Linked DNA regions of Zea mays: region 1 is linked to region 2. A link is a contact called in public Hi-C data. All regions are on one chromosome and are shown on one strand. The core of a region is the stretch at or near the end of the contact, and the rest is flanking DNA. Distances in the headings are between cores, read along the strand shown.

Region 1 (3,751 bases), core at 597-3,096, 170 kb after region 2:
AACCGTCGCCTCCGTTCCACCCGTTTGACCTGTGCTCGACAATTTTAAAACACTTAGGACAATTTTAACAACCCCATTTTTCTAAGACCTCGTTTATTTCATTGGAATTAAATTCTATTTTAATAATTATAATTTAGAAAAAAACTAATTAAGTTCATATATTTATATATGTATATTTGTATATTATTTTAAATCATATGAGAGATAGTTATATACTACATTTATGCTATAATGAAGAAAGTAGAAGAGTGTGATACAAGTTGTACATCAGAAAAATAGCATATAAATATACAGAATCAATTTCCATCTGTTACCCCATGAATTTGAGATAGACTTATATAAAAACTTTAGAAAATAGTGAAATGTCATATTCTAAAAAAATAGCCTACACCATTAGTTAGATTCCAATTCCTCAAAATGAAAGGAAACAAACGAGACCTAAAGGATTTTCATTTCTAAGGAGAATCAATTCATTTTCCATTGAAAAAAATGAGAATGTCTTGTAAAAATAGAGTTACCAAACTAGTTCTTATATGATGAATAAGTCGCGCCTAAATAAGCCACCTAAATAAGCGAAAGCACGTATGTTGCCGATTATAATTAGCACTAAATAAATGTCACTTGTGTATAGCATTTGACAACACACAACTTTGGAGTCATACACTAACAATACAAATGAAAATCCAAAAGCTCATCCTCCCATAAGCGATATCCTTGTTTATAGGGCTGAATGAAATGCTCGTGGCTCGTTCGGTTCGTGGCAAACTCGGCTCAACTCGGATCGACTCGTTTGAATTTTTTCATGAGCTAAGCTGACATCCTAGCTCGATCCATTAGTAACCCAACTCGGTTTATTAACAAGCTAGCTTGCGAGCTAAACGAAATACCACATTTGAGCAAAACAAAACTATATACATATTATTTATGTAATAATTGATGAATATGTATGTGTGGTGTCTATGGCCTATGCGTTAAACTAATGATTGATGGACTATTTCTATTTGTTAAATTAATATATGTGAATATAACTGTGGGTTAACTTGATGAACATGTATGTGAATCGTGAATTGATTAGTGATGTGTTATATTAATTTAGTGTTACATTGATGTGGTTTATGAAACAATGAGTATAATTACTATTTTCTATTATTAAATTAGTTTAAAAATAACTAAAAATTGATTATATATATATATATATATATATATATATATATATATATATATATATATATATATTATTTTTTTTACTCTGACTCGCGAGCTAAACGAGTCAGCTCGAGTTTATAAGAGCTAGACTAATATAGACTCGTTAGTTTAATAAGCTGAGCCGAACCAGCTCCTTAGCTCACAGCTCAAACTTAAACGAGCCGAGTTAAACTGGTCCGATATCGAGCCCGCACAAAAGTACGCGGTTATTAGTACAACAAAGCCCACACCAGAAAACAACAGTAGCGATGCCGAAACAAGCCGATCAAAACCAAGTCTATGTAGTACTACAAAGCAGCACAGCACAGAGCTCCCCGTCGGACTAGCATGGAATCCTCAGCCCTCGGCAGTCGCTGGCACCAATGGCCGGCTGACAGCGTGCAGTGGTTCCAAACCACGTCTCCCTCGGGCTCACCACCACTGCGAACCCACCTCCTCTCCTCTGACCGCCGGACCAACGCGCGGAGACTAGAGCGGCGGCCATCGCTCGCTGCTGCCAAAAGCACGCAGGCACCCATCGTAAAAATATATTCTCACCCCGCCCCTTGGCCCTTGCCCGCGGGGGAGAGACAGGCCCACCCACGCTCCCGGGCCCGGAACGAGATGGGTGGTGAGCTCACCGCTGCCTCGTGGTGGGCAACGCGAGGCGGCCGAAACTGACACACTCCCTCTCCGCTCTCTCTCTCTCTCTCGCAGCCATGCTCACACACACACGCAGGCAGCAGTCACGCTGTGGGAGGGGCAGAGAAGCGAGCGACACAGGAAACTGACGTCGCTTTTGACGGCCTGCTACATAAATCCCCTCGCCTGCCTCCCTTCCCATCTCCTTCCCCGCAAAAATCGCCCGGGTGCCAGGTGCGCGGCGCAGGGAGGTCGCGACGGATTCCGGGCAAGTGCATGTGAGATCCGATGGTGGCGGCTGCAGCGGCGGCCGGCGGCGGTGAGTGCGTCTGTGTCGCTCGCTGCTGGTTGCGGCGCTTGAGTTGAGCCTCCTCCCCTCCGAGGGGGTTTTGGGTTTGTTTGTGACGAGGTTTTGCTTGCCTCATGTGGCTGGGCCTGGGCGTGCAGGCGCCGACGCGGGATGCGGAGGCGGAGGCGGAGGCGGAGGGAAGGACGCGCTGTTCGTGGAGCTGTGGAAGGCCTGCGCGGGGCCGCTGTCCAGCGTGCCGCTACTCGGGGAGAAGGTCTACTACTTCCCGCAGGGCCACATCGAGCAGGTGAGGCAGCAGCTGAAACGGAGGGTGGCTTTGTTGTTCCCGTTGATGTTGCCGCTGCATCCCCGCGTGTTTAGAAGGGGTTTTGGGATACCGGATACGCGTGTGCGCACGCGTCGGAATCTTCGCCCGGATTTCGCGTGGTCGCAGCGGATTCCGGGGTTTGGGCGGGGTTTATCTAATCCGAGCGCGACGGGGTCCCGGATTCCAAATCCTCGTCGTCCGCAGCTTGGGGTTCGTGGTTCTGGTTCCTGTGAAGCCCCCGCGCCTTTGCGCGGAATCGTGGACTCTGACGGGAATTGTCTGGCGGCTTTTGCGGGGTTCGTTCGCATGTCCGCTGCAGTGCTGCAGCCTGCGCTGGGGTTTTGCTTCTTCTGATGTGGAGGGTTCGGCATTTGTGTGCCATGGGCGATTCGGTGCCTCGGAATCCCATCCGGAAGGAGGGTCTTCTGATTTGGGCTATTTTTTCTCTCTCTAGGTTTGCCAGGTCGTCGGTTACTTTTGCTGGTCACTTCAGTGAGCTCAGATGAAGTTTTTTCATTTCATTTCATTTGACCCTAGAGGCTTGGTCTTTCTTTAGTGCCTCTGCCTCGAATGGTATTAGGGATCAGCGCCTTTATGGTTTTTTAATGTTATCCAAAGCTCCGCAATTTTTTTACTGACATGGGGTGGTATGCAATGATTCCTCTTTCTAAGATTCTGCTTGTTTCTGCTGTGCTCTCAGGTGGAGGCATCGACAAACCATCTTGCCGAGCATCAGGGCACGCCCCTCTACAACCTGCCATGGAAGATACCCTGCAAGCTCATGAACATGGAGCTGAAGGTAACAACAACTTGGCTTCTTTGCTGTTCACTGTACAATGTTCTGAATGCATATGATTTACCCTCGTTTCCTTTGCTAGGCTGAGCCGGATACTGATGAGGTGTACGCCCAACTCACCCTGCTCCCTGATAAGGTGGGTAACTTCTGGTTTTGCTTCATGCATGCTCAGACTTGGAATGTTAACCAGTGCTAATGTGCTATCTACTTATGATTGTGCTTGATTCATAGAAGCAAGATGAGAATACATCTGCAAGAGTGGAGAATGAGGAGGCAGAGGAGGAGGTGGTGCCTCATGTGCCACCAGCCACAAGTGAGGGGCTTCGCATCCATTCCTTCTGCAAGACATTGACTGCCTCAGACACAAGCACACATGGTGGTTTCTCAGTGTTGCGCCGGCATGCAGATGAGTGCCTCCCACCACTGGTTAGGCCCTCGGAACCTTTGACTCATGTTGTTGTTGGTTTAGCACTTTCTGTTGATGGCCTGATGATGGATGCCTTTGATGTTT
Region 2 (3,850 bases), core at 338-2,837:
ACATGTGATTTTTATTCAGGAGATTCAATGTGGCAACAAGGCTTGTTTTGATTGACAGCGATTTGTTTAGATTTTATCAACCAGGTAACAACTTTTTTGACACCCTGTTGAGCTGTCCCTTAGAAACATGGAGCCATTGACTTCAGTTGGCACGGCCGGCCTCTGAATTAAATTGTGCTTGTATCCTATCTCAAGCAACCCGACAATGGTCAACTGGCCCTGAGCCTGTGATCATGATCATTCTAGATGCCCCTGACCGGAGAAAAAGAAAAGCTTGGCAGATCCTAAATCAACCCCAGTTCTACTTAAGTTTGAGATTTCCCTTTCATCTTAACAACAGCACTGAACCATTATGCAACCACCGTTTCCACCATTAAGGGCTTGTTCGGTTATTTCCAATACACATGAATTAGATGAGATTAGAAAAAGTTAAGAAGAAGTTTAATTTGTTTGGGATTCAAACTCATTCAATCCCACTCAATCCACATGTATTGAGAGCTAACCGAATAAGCCCTAAAGTGGCCTATACCAGATTACCTGGACTTGGTTCTCTGCAATTACACTGGAAAACCCCTTGTCAAGGATCATCAGAATTCCAATTTGGCATAGATGCATTTCAGTTACCACTCTCAGGCAACTGGCCATTGTGCATGAGGTTCATTTTGTACCAGCACAATGTTCCAGCAGATGCTTCAGCAAAGTTTTAGGTTGCACCAACCAAAACTAGTGAGCATGCATCTACCATCAGCCACAAGGTTTTCGATCCACCAACCATACGAGAAAATTTTCGTTTTAGTACTTACTACATGATTGATTGCAACAGCATCAGCTTATCTTCGTTAGCTGTAACAATCAATCGTTGGGTACTAATAATGTAAACGAGATGTAGGAGTAAGTCGTACATACGGCCGACTTATCGCAAGAGAGTTGAGAGGATGGATGAGAATCAATCGAGTCGAGGAGTGCTCACCTGAAAACGTGTTCGGATCATCGTCCGCCATCGCAGCATCCGTCTCCGAGACACCACCATCCCCGTCGCAGCGATCCGGAGCGACGGCGGCGAGGTGGGCGTCGCAGAGGAGGAGGCGGAGAGCGTCGCGTGCCACGCCGGTGGCGCTGGCAGCAGCAGAGGAGGAGGAGGAGCAGAGCAGACGGTGGACGCGGGCGCAGACGATGCACGGCGGGCCGAGGCGGAGGCGCGCGGCGGCGGCGGCGATGAGGCAGAACGCGGCGCCGTTGGCGAGCAGCAGCGACGCCAGCGCCCACTCCAGCGCCGCGCGTGCCGCCACGGCCAGGAACTCGCGGATCATTGCTGGCCACTGACTACCTACCTGCTCTGCTCTAGGGAAGCGAACGCGGAGGACGAAACGGAAGCATGCGAGCTCTGGAGAAGGCGGAAGAAATCTCTGCTTGATGCTGGTGGATAGTGGGGGAAGGTTTCGATGAGCGGCTGCTGGTGGAGCCGGGGAGAGAAGGGAAGGGAAGGATGAGGTGAACGATGAACACGAAGAAGAATTTGGGGTTGGTGAAGAAGAGCAGGTGTCACCTTTTGCAAAATGCAGCGTCACTAACAAACACACAGGACCATAGAAAATTACTCATTAAAGTAACGGCTTTTGACAAAAAAGGTGAGCGAGAATTGGAGGGAGGGGACGTCATGGGCCAAGGGTTTGCTAACTTCCATCAAGGTTTATCTTGTCTCACTTTGATTTTCAAACCAAAAGTATGACAAAATAGATCAAATAGTAAAGCAGTAAATAGGAATATAACTTCATATGGAAGAAAATTCAGGCATTGAAGATAACATAAGATTTTATTGTTCATATTGTCATTTCTTGGCCGAACCTCGCCCTTCCATATCACCCGACCATCAAGGTAAAGAACATTCATCTTCCTCTTCACTCACTCTCTTTCGTCCTCGATTCTCGCGGCAATTCAATGGCATTATAGATGGCCAACCGAGCCACACGGCACGGCACTGGCACTAGCACGAGCAGACACGACAAAAGATCTGTGTCGTACCTGTTAGTGCCTCCGTGCTGGGACACCGGCCCAGGCACAACGGCATGTTAGTGCTAGTGCCAGTACGAGCACTATGCCTAAAAATACACTTTCTAGCATCAAACAGATAGGAAATAAAACTTCAAACTGCTATGTTTATGAAAACAGTTTTATTATGAGCTGTAGTGCAATGGTTGCCTCGTTAAAAACCTGGGTAAAACTCACCCTTGTGAGAAACCCTAGACAGGAAAAAAAGTACAGCCCAACTCATTAAAAAGTTCATTGTCATCCACCATTACAAAGTCCAGGTGCATAATATTACAGTCCCATTACACAAATGGTCACAAAGAGACTAATCAAGATAAATATTTTCAAATGTTTCTTCAAGCTCTTTGTCATCCACCATGTGTTGCATCCTTGCTTCAGCATCTCCAAATCTTTAATGCATGTCAACATCTCAACCATATCAGACTTCAACCTCCTCCTCCGCTCGTCGATGATACTGCCAGTTAAACTAAAAGTGGATTCTGAAGAGAGGGTAGACACAGGAACAGTTAAAATATCTTTAGCTATAATTGATAGTACTGGATAAGTGAGTTTGTGCTGATGCCACCAGTGCAAGATGTTGAAATCATCAGTTAACTGGTTTATAGTGTCACAATCTAAGTAAGAAATGAGTTCAGAATTATTAGAAGCTGAAGAGTTTGCAGCATGCAGCAGAGCAGTTGCAGAGGTATCTCTAGCAATGTTAGAGTAAAAGCAAAAGAATTCATACCAACAGAACTACCCACATCATCAGCATCATCATAAATTTCATCCCAAGCAGACTGTTTCTTACCAGACAAGTTAGGAGGGACATCCCTGTTCAACCTAATAGATCCATATTTCTCTTCATACTTATTATAAACATCATTAAGCCTAGCTCTAGTGGTAACATGATAAGCAACATAATCTGTACTGGTCAGGTTCATCAACTTTCTAAGCACTCTACTGAAACCTTTCATTTTAGCTCTAGGGTCCAAGATGAATGCAAAAGAGTAAAGTAAAGGTATGTTCCTCCAATATTTATTATATTTGTCTATCATAGGTTGAATCACACCTCTGATGCGAGTGTCATTAGATGTATAGCAATCTTAACAAGAAAATGAAGCATAAGTGGAGATGTAGGATAATAAACACCAGACAATGCAACTGTAGAATCATAAAAGAGCTCAAGAAATTTAAGTACTTTCTCTCCAATAACCCTGTGGTCATCAGTTAAAATAAACTTGTTGGCGTTTCGACCCCGGGGGGTCCCTGGACCGACGAGTAAATTGTCGCCGCGTGTCCCAGCCCAGATGGGTCGGCGCGAGACAGAGCACAAAGGGGGGAGAAACAGCAAAGGGGAATCCCACAGCCTCCGTGTTGTCCTGCGCCCAGGTCGGGTGCGCTTGCAGTAGGGGGTTACAAGCGTCCGCGAGGGAGAGAGAGAGAGAGACTATCCGCCAGCTCGTTCTCCCGCGTGGCCAACCTTCTCGTACGAGAGCCCTGGACCTTCCTTTTATAGGCATAAGGAGAGGGCCCAGGTGTACAATGTGGGGTGTAGCAATGTGCTAACGTGTCTAGCAGAGAGGAGCTAGAGCCCTAAGTACATGCCGTCGTGGCTGTCGGAGAGGTTTTGGCACCCTGTTCATGTGATGTCATGGCCGTCGGAGGAGTGCTTGAGCCCTGTGGAAGTACAGCTGTCGGGGCTGTCGGATCCTTGCTGACGTCTCCTTGCTTCCGTAAGGGGCTGAGAGCCGCCGTCGTCATGGAGCACGCGGGGTGCCATCATTACTTGTTTACCGGGGCGAGCCAGATGGGACGCCGG

The links. Hi-C and Micro-C count contacts between places; a contact is called where the count stands out from the background.
Region 1: a contact with region 2 is called in a Hi-C map of leaf, with 5 times the contacts expected there. The contact joins the promoter of LOC100383196 here to the promoter of LOC100279094 in region 2. A contact is called at or near these places in 3 of 25 Hi-C or Micro-C datasets (ear, leaf and tassel).

The regions. Positions count from the first base shown.
Region 1 is chr10:13,672,153-13,675,903 of Zm-B73-REFERENCE-NAM-5.0, forward strand. It overlaps LOC100383196, which reads left to right and starts at 1,847. Exons shown (of 14, transcript NM_001175858.1): 1 at 1,847-2,146; 2 at 2,275-2,423; 3 at 3,145-3,243; 4 at 3,323-3,376; 5 at 3,472-3,666. The coding sequence starts at 2,116.
Region 2 is chr10:13,502,088-13,505,937 of Zm-B73-REFERENCE-NAM-5.0, forward strand. LOC100279094 reads right to left here and starts at 1,588. Exons shown (of 2, transcript NM_001152140.1): 1 at 971-1,588. The coding sequence starts at 1,310.